2 separate regions of the Anas platyrhynchos genome follow, and region 2 is linked to region 1. The links are chromatin contacts, called in public Hi-C maps. All regions are on one chromosome and are shown on one strand. The core of a region is the stretch at or near the end of the contact, and the rest is flanking DNA. Distances in the headings are between cores, read along the strand shown. Region 1 holds the start of ADAM17 (ADAM metallopeptidase domain 17). Region 2 has its middle 24 kb from the start of TAF1B.

Region 1 (4,167 bases), core at 570-3,069:
TCAAATGTTACATCATACAAAAACTGATACCTGCACTACAGGTATTAGTAGCAACTAGAATTAATGCATACATGAGCAGGTAGGGGAAAAACCCATAGGGTTTTTCTAGGGAAAAGTCAATACGGGTTTTGTCAACATTGCTTTTGTAAAGAGAAATCTTGTGTTCAAGCTTGGTATGGAATTTTCTGAAAATGTCAACAAGTGCTTGGATAAGGGAGATGGGAGAGATACAGTTTGCTTAGGTTTCTGAAAGAGTTTCAACACTTTTTTTTTTTTTTTTTTTTTAACCTAAGGCTCTTAAGGAGACTTAGCATGCATGGAATAAGAGAAAATCCTTGCATGGAGCAAAATGTGGTTACAAGATAGGAAACAGACTAAGTAAAGTAATTTTTCACAGTGAAAGTAAGTCACCAATAATCCTTCATATCTGTGTCCTTATATGTAAATAATTTGAATATGGAGGTGAAGAATGAAAAGACAAATCCTCCTCATACCACATTGTTCATGGAAGAAAAGAAGAGGTGTGGCTGAGAAGAATTACAAAAAGACCTTAAATACTCAGGGCTCAATTACCCACACTCACGCCCTTGCACATGGGAGACATCTTAATGGTTCTTGCAGGGGATCTGATGGAGTCCCACGCCCTTCTGAAGCCTCAGTGAGATACCCTGGGTCACCTGAAGTAGAGCTAGACACCTAGATCTGGGCAACTGAACTGGGCCTTCAGTGACTGGCAATAAAGTGATTTTCAGTGACGCAAGTGGGGAAAAATGTTCAAAATTATGAGTAATTATGACTGAGCGGACCCCTGCACTTCAGGAGTGTAATCTTGGAAATTTAATAGGTATATTTAGGACGACGGCAGCTCAGTGCCTAGCAGTATTCAACAATGTCTTAAACGTTAGAAATATTTAGGAAATACTTTGAGAACACACAGAATAGTTATGCCACTTTCTAAATCCAATGTATGTTTGTAACGTGAACACTGTATGCATTTTCAACGCTACCATCTCAAACAGCACATGCTAGAACTGGAAAAGTTCATAGAATAGTAGCCGAAAAGTGACACAAGGTGTCAGGTTGAAAGCAAAGAAAGTGATTCTTCCTGCATTGACTACACTGCGGAGCGCCCTACTGCAGGATGTTGCATGTACTGCAAGTTCACAGGGAGCAGAGAGTCATCTGGATGAATTTCTGGAGGATGTATACATTGCGAGCTGCCAAGCAAGATGCTACCCCTGATTTTGGGAATCAACAGATGTAAATTGTTGGAAACTCCAAGCATATTCCCAGGAGGCTTCACCAGCTGTTTATTATCTTCCGATCACTAGAGACAAAAACAAACAAAAACATGAGACAAACACTCGTTTTAAGCAGTATGGTTGTCCTTGTGAAAAAATGAGTAATTATATGCCATGGTTATGTAAGTGTTTCAGGTTAATTAACGTACAGTGTGGCAAGAAGCAGGGTAGGTGATATTTTTCTTCATTTCTGCCAAGTGCATCAGCTAAAAATAGAAGGCCAGGGCAGCATTAACTGGTGCACCACAGCATAGCCATAACCCACACACCGCCTTCGTGCACCTTTATTAGCACAGCTGCTGTTTGCAAATATACAACCCACAGACCCATGCTAGTAGTGAGCACTGCAAACAACCCTCGGGAGCACACAAAACTAGAAAAGCCCTTCAGGTTCACCAAAAAGCACTAATACTATCTCCGAGGAGCCCTAAGGCAGGAGGGATGAGGTATTTGTGAGGGAGCGAGCGCGCTCCCGCCCCCCGGCCCCTCTCCCCGCCCTGCTCCCTAAGATGGCGGCGCCGCCCGCCCCACAATGCTCCGCGCGGGCTTCCGGCTGCGAGCCCAGGATGGCGGCGGGACCCGGCGCGGCCTGAAGGGGCCGTGAGGGGCTGGGTGCGAGGGGAGCCCGGCGGGGAGCCATGGGGCTCCGGCTGCGCCTGGGGCTGCTCCCTGCCCTGCTGCTGCTGCTGCTGGCGGCAACGGGCGAGCTGCAGGCGCTGGGGCGCCCTCCGCAGAGGCAGCGCTACGGTAAGGGGCGGGCGGGACCTCGGGGTCGGGGTCGGGGTCGGGGTTGGGGTTGGGGTCGGGGTCGGGGGGGGTGCGGGACCCGTCGGGCACACAGCGTGAGGGGCTGTGCCCAGCAGGGGCGTTGAGCACGGAGAGGGGCTCCAGATCGCTTGCTCCGACCGCCGGTGTCACCGCTGCGCCGTGTCCCCAAGCACTGGGTCTCCCTGAGCCTCCCCCTGAGCACCCCCAGGGACGGGGACGCCACCGCCTCCCCGTGTCACCCATCCCAGCGCCTGGCCACAGAAACATCTCCTCGTTTCCAACCTGAACCTCCCCTGGCGCAACTTGAGGCCATTCCCTCTAGTCCTATCACTGGTTACCTGTGAGCAGAGGCCGACCCCCAGCTCCCCACCCCTTCCTTTCAGGTAGCTGCAGAGAGCAACAAGATCTGCCCTGAGCCTCCTCTTCTCCAGCCCAAACACCCCCAGCTCCCTCAGCTGCTCCTCACAGGACTTGTGCTCCAGGCCCTTCACCAGCTTCGTAGCCCTTCTCTGGACACACTCCAGGGCCTTGACATCCTTCTTGTATCATCCCAAAACTGACCACAGCACTTAGTGCAGCCCCACCAGAGCAGAGCTCAGGGGGACGATCACCTCCCTGCTCCTGCTGGCTGCACTGTTCCATAGCTGAAGGTGTCACTGATGCGTGGTGCTTGGGGCCTGTCGGCCTCTTTGGGGAGGTGATGACCGTGTTATCTTCATGCTGGTGGTCTGCTGAAGAGCTTTCCTTGCAGGAGTCTGCGTTATGCTAGAGCAGGATGATCAGGTAAAAGGCTGCTCTTCGTAGCTCTGGTTGAAGAGTCACCATTGCAGAGAGAGCCTGAAGCTGTTGGGGCTGGATGTGACTTCCAGAAAGCTGAACATAGCCTTCCTATTTTACTTCTGTAACCTTACTTTTGCACCTGAGCATTTATTTTAAGCTGCAAACTTCTGTCTGGTGAGCAAAAGGCTCTCTGAACTGGCAGACGTGTCTGTGAGAGGCAGCGGTTGCTTGTTACCCCGTCAGATGTGATGTCTCCAGGTGGTGCTGCCCACGGTGACTGCTTCAAGTCCCCTCTCTTTGTTTCTCTCTCTTTGACAGATATCATGTCAGTCATGCAGGCTGTACCTTGGTCCCACTCTCCCCCACCTCAGGCTGACTTTTTGTTCTGTGCAGGCCACAGCAATTAGTCACTGCAGGAAGCAGGTAGGGGTAGGAAGCAGTGGATGTTCCAGGAAGTGCGACAAACACAACAAATGCAGCTTATCCCTCCAACTGCAGGCAGGCCTAGGGATTTCTTCAAGCAGAGTTTGCATTTTGGACCATGAGATTTCGTGCCTTCTAAGGGACCCACTTGAGCTTTATCTGATGCCTTTTGTATTTTTGGCCTCTGTACCACCACGCCTGGACTAAGAGTTTGTCAGTTTTATTAAGTAATGCATGGAGGAAAATATCCTTTCTTCCGTTTGTTTCCGAACATTGTCTGTTTCTGTGGTTTCTGTTGCCAACAGTGGTGAATGTGGAGCACAATTATTCATTTCCTTCACGCTCTTCTTTCAAGTGGGAAAATCTCGGTCTGTGTAATAATTCTTAGTATGAGGAAAAAGTTCATGACTTAATTGGTCTTTGTTACCTTTGTGTGCGCACCTTCTGTTTGTGCTGGGTTTTTAGTTATTTGAGATACATGACTCGGACTGCAGGTAGTATTCGTGATACAAAGCTACCGTGGATTTACAGTGATGAAGTGTAGTGATGAATGCTTTTGGTTTTGTTTTCTTTCTGAGTAATTTTCTGGCCTCTCTGCTTGCTGTTGAATCATCACTCCAAGATAATTTTTTTTCAACCATGCTGAAATGCTTGTCACAAACATAGTGAGGATTTTTTTTTTCTTGTGGGTTTTTTCACACTTGCTCCACCCTGATTTTCTTGAAGGATTTTGTTGTTCTCTCCTTCAGTAAATTAAATCCATAGAAGCATTTTTTGAGGGAGCTTGTCTAAAATTTGTTAAAATAAGGGTATGCTTGATTAATAATGTTACTTATCCACACACTTCATCCTTTCAGACAGCAAATAAACAGCCACTGATTCCATACAGAGGAAG
Region 2 (4,167 bases), core at 621-3,120, 110 kb before region 1:
AATAAATAAGATGAAAGTGTGTTCCTCCCCGCTACGGCTCTGTTGTGGTTCACGAAATTAGCCCAAAGCACTTTCCACATGATTTCCAACACTCCTGAACACTTCCAAATTATTTGCTCTGCGTGGTTTATTTATTTATTTTTATTTGTTTTAATTATTTTTCTTTTCTTTATTTATTTATTTACTGAGAAAAAAAATCCTTCTGTATTTTCTGAAAAAATAGCAATGAGAGCAGTGATGCACCCTTCTGGTTAATGGGAAGCCACAGCTCTCCCTCTTCCTAAACGCTGCCCGTGCTGTCCTTGCAGGTGCTGGAGACCCCCAGCCCATGCAGCCCCTCTCCTTGGCTCACGCACAGATGTGCCAGCATCTAACACAGCGGGGAAGTCAAATCGTAGCCGGGACTGATGTAAAAGCACCCTGCCTCCAGAGAGGACAAAGCCTGTGTAAAATCACCTCTGGTTCGCTGTGGCGGTTGGGATGACACAGGAAAGACGGCGTGATATTTCTGGCTGCTCTTTTATCACCAGCTTGCTGATTGCTGTGACTGACCCTTCCCTCCTCTGTGCTCTTTTTGGGGTGGGTGTGCAGTCGTCATCGCGCAGCGCTTGGTCACCCGCGGTGCCCGGGTGCTCTGGCAGGGGCAGCGGGACAAAACGAGTCCCCGAACACTGACAACGTTAACACCCGCCGCTCTTTGTTGTTGTTATTGCTGTTATTCCAAAAGTAAGGATATTTGTCGGTAGATAAATTGGTCTTTTTTTAGCCAGGACTGGAGTTTCCATGGTGAGGCCGGCCAGCACCGGTTTCCTCTGCAGAGCAGAGCATATCCTTTACCGGCAAAAACACGCTCCTGGGCCGGCTGGGAGGAAGTGTCATTGTCCAAGACCTATTATATTTTTAAGGGTTCTGCATCCTCAAAGAAATATTTTTAACCTGAAAGGAATATTTATACTGTCCAGTGAGAACAGCTTGCCAGGTTATTTTTAGTCTGGCTTGTGTGTTGGCTTTATCTCCGCATTGCTTTGTCCTTATTTATCTTCTTTTACAAACATTTCAGGGAAAATGAAACCAAAGGTAATAGATTAAACTAATTCCTGGGATTAATCTGCTGGCAGGAGCAAAGTGTCACCAGGGAGAGATTCGATCTGCCATAGTCAAGAAAAATACTGATCATCCATCAGATACTCGGTATGTGGGCTAGAAAACGAGAAGCCTTCTTATTTGAAACCAGGCACCTCGGAGCAGGAATTAATAAAAAGCTGATTATAAAACCTTATGCTGTGCTTTTGGAGCAGAGCTCGGTCGGTGGGCTCGGCCCCGTCCCTCGACCAGCGCCGTTAAAGCCCCGGAGTTACGGCACCGCCAGCCGGGTGCGAGACCACAGGCAGAACCAAAAGGCATGGGGGATTATGCAAGTAACAAGTTAAAGAACTTTGTTTATTTTTTCCCTTAGGCCTGGTTATCTTAATAAACCGGCATTTTGCTGATGCTAAGTGTGCAAGGCCTTGCTCTATTTTTTTTTTCTCCACGTGAGCAGGGCTTGCTGAAGTCAGCATGACTGCAGCGCCTGTATTTCGGTGTTTTGCTCAACTGGGGGGTGTCTTACAGTGCTTATCTGTTCCAGCTTCCTCGCCCTCCTTCCCTTGCTGCTTCCCCGAGGGAAGGAGGTGACCGTGATGGATGGATTTTGCATCGTTAGCAGTTGGTTATAACTACCGTCTACCCCCAGACTGAGCAGCACCGATGTTGCCACAGAAAAATGAGAATGAATGACTCATCTGTTAATTATGCCTTTGTTGCACACATTTTTGCTTACCGTCTGAAGGAACTGAGCACCCTTTGCTCCCACTGATGAAACACCCTTGAAAATCTGACCGCTGGATGATGCAGGGGCACTGGCACTGGAGATGCTGCACGTGGATCTGCTCAGTGGTGCTGAGCTCCCTAGCTCAGATCTGCAGTTCTGCTCCTGGCAAGTCTGAAAAGTCCTGCTCAGATACATCCTGAGCAGTGACAAATGTCGGCACACAACAGCTCTGTGGTAGTTTTGTTTTGTTTCGTTTTTTAAAAAAAAAAAAAAACAAACCAAAAACATAAGTATGAAGAGAAAGTTTAGATAAAATCACTCAGACTGGAAACTCCAAGCCTTCCCTTCAAATTGTGATATTAAATCTTGTATCCTTTCCTTCCAGAGCAAGGAATTCAGCAAAGCAGACGTGCAGATGGTATAAAATACGATCTTGAATTTGTCTATCTGCACGAACAGGAAAGTTTTGGCTAAAAAGCATCAAGCAGGTGTTTTTCATCAAACACAATTGACAAATATCTGTAGACACATGGAGGTGCTTCCAGAAAGAGAGAAAGAGCTGCTTTGGCCAGCTTTGGGAATGGGCTCAGACCTTCCCTAAGACCAGGTGCAAAGCCGAACACCTAATCCAAAGCAGGACTCCAGGCTTTGGGTGGGATTCAACTGCTGAAGTTTCATGTTGTGGTTCACATGTGCAATATTAGCAGTGGTGCTGAGCAGGGGAATAGTTTTATTGTCACTTTAGGGTCTCTAACTTGCTCCCAGGGAACAACATGATGAGCAACAACAGGTCACTCCAAAGGGCCACATGAAAAACTTTATATTTTGCTTAACTTTTTGTTGGTTTTACTGATGTATGATAGCCCATGGTGTGTAAGGAGAAGGAAAAGCATGGGGTCAGAGCTCTCAGCCCTCTGTTATCCCCATCCTGCAGTAACTCCTTTAACCTTTCAGCTTCTCCAGCATAATTATGCTTAGCCAAGGGGTCTTGAGACGGATTAATTAGCTAAGGTTTGTAGACAGCTTTGAAGATGTCTAACACCATAAGTGCTGCTGATTATTAATGTATATTATTGCAGGCTGCATGTACTATGGGATTATGTATTATGTGATATTGTGCAATTGGAGAGGAAAAAGAGACGAGGAACATCCCTAGGGAGCCTGACTGGTGTGTATTTCTAAACGCAGTTCCTTCTCCATCTCAGTGTTATGTTCCCTTTAAATACCTTTCTCAAGACCCTAAAGACTTGCTGCAAAGTTATCAGATATCCCTATGCAAACTTCTAAGAACGAGCATAATTTGGAATTTAGTATTTCCATTAGTTTCTTGGCTTTGCAACAACAATGGCCACAGCTGCCAAAACCACAGCAACTTTTAGCCAAAACCAGTTAGTTTCAACTTTCAGCTGAACCAGTTTCTCCATCCAGCTGCCCACGTGGCCTCACAAGCGATGGCCCCAGAAGAAAATAGACAAAAATTGCAGCAGGGCTCAGGGTGAGCACGTGCTACCTCGTCCTGCGGCCACCTGCCCCAGTACAGCATCCTTGGGGCAAAACGATTCCTCTGAACAATTTCACCTTCTACTCTTCTAAAAATTTTCAGAGCTGAAGCAGAAACAACCCAATGGTGTCCTGGCACAAACCACCTACCCTTTTCTCTAACAGCTCTTTCACTCATTGCATGAAAAAAAAAAAAATCACTCCTTGAGTATGAAGGATTAACTCACTTGTAATCGTTGTGAAATATGATTTATACTACTTGTGAGTTGTTGTTTATGCATCGTGAAATATTTTAATATTATAAATATTTGTTGGTTAGTAATTTATTTATGACTGCTGTAGTAAATGTGAATTGTCTCCTTTCAAGCTATTATATATCTGGTATCTCATCGAGCTGTCACAGAGACACAACTGAATATTTTATCTCAGCCAAATTGTGATGCCTTTGACCTTGGTTATACAGTGCCAATATGATGTGAGCCCACTCTTATTTAAATCATGCTAAGAGCCTCCACATTGCTGCATACCAAGGGCAATAGGGCGCACCTTCTTCAGAGAGCTGTGAGCATCTCTGCCTTCACTCATGTCTTTCTGAGAATCATTTCTTCCACGTGATCTTCATGTGCACCACTTGTATGAATTGCACTTTCATCTGCCATGATTCTTCTGAAGGGCCTTGTGCCGTATCTTCTCCCTCTTCTCAGGTTGCAGAAGAACCCAGTTTGTGTCTTCCGCTGCATTAAGTCTATGTTTAGCACTTAAAAACTGAACCTGAGATGAGTAATCTGGTGGAACAGTGAATGATTTCTCCTCTGGATGGTTTTCCCTTGCCAGAAGGATGTGTCCACCCAAATGCA

What was found. A called contact is a pair of places that touch in the nucleus more often than the background predicts.
Region 2: a Hi-C map of subcutaneous adipose tissue shows a contact between it and region 1, with 1.8 times the contacts expected there. The contact joins the enhancer-like site here to the promoter of ADAM17 in region 1. A contact is called at or near these places in 2 of 8 Hi-C or Micro-C datasets (liver and subcutaneous adipose tissue).

What each region holds. Positions count from the first base shown.
Region 1 is chr3:104,955,894-104,960,060 of IASCAAS_PekinDuck_T2T, reverse strand. ADAM17 (ADAM metallopeptidase domain 17) reads left to right here and starts at 1,819. Exons shown (of 19, transcript XM_038177651.2): 1 at 1,819-2,048. The coding sequence starts at 1,940. LOC106015289 (a long non-coding RNA gene) reads right to left here and starts at 1,895. Exons shown (of 4, transcript XR_002399529.4): 1 at 1,584-1,895; 2 at 1,451-1,507; 3 at 1-1,327.
Region 2 is chr3:105,070,049-105,074,215 of IASCAAS_PekinDuck_T2T, reverse strand. No RefSeq gene overlaps it. Among named protein-coding and RNA genes, the nearest start is that of TAF1B, 24 kb to the left of the region's middle. Within about 2 kb of position 1,870, at least 5 of the 8 cell types and tissues checked have an H3K27ac peak or open chromatin away from gene starts, as enhancers often do.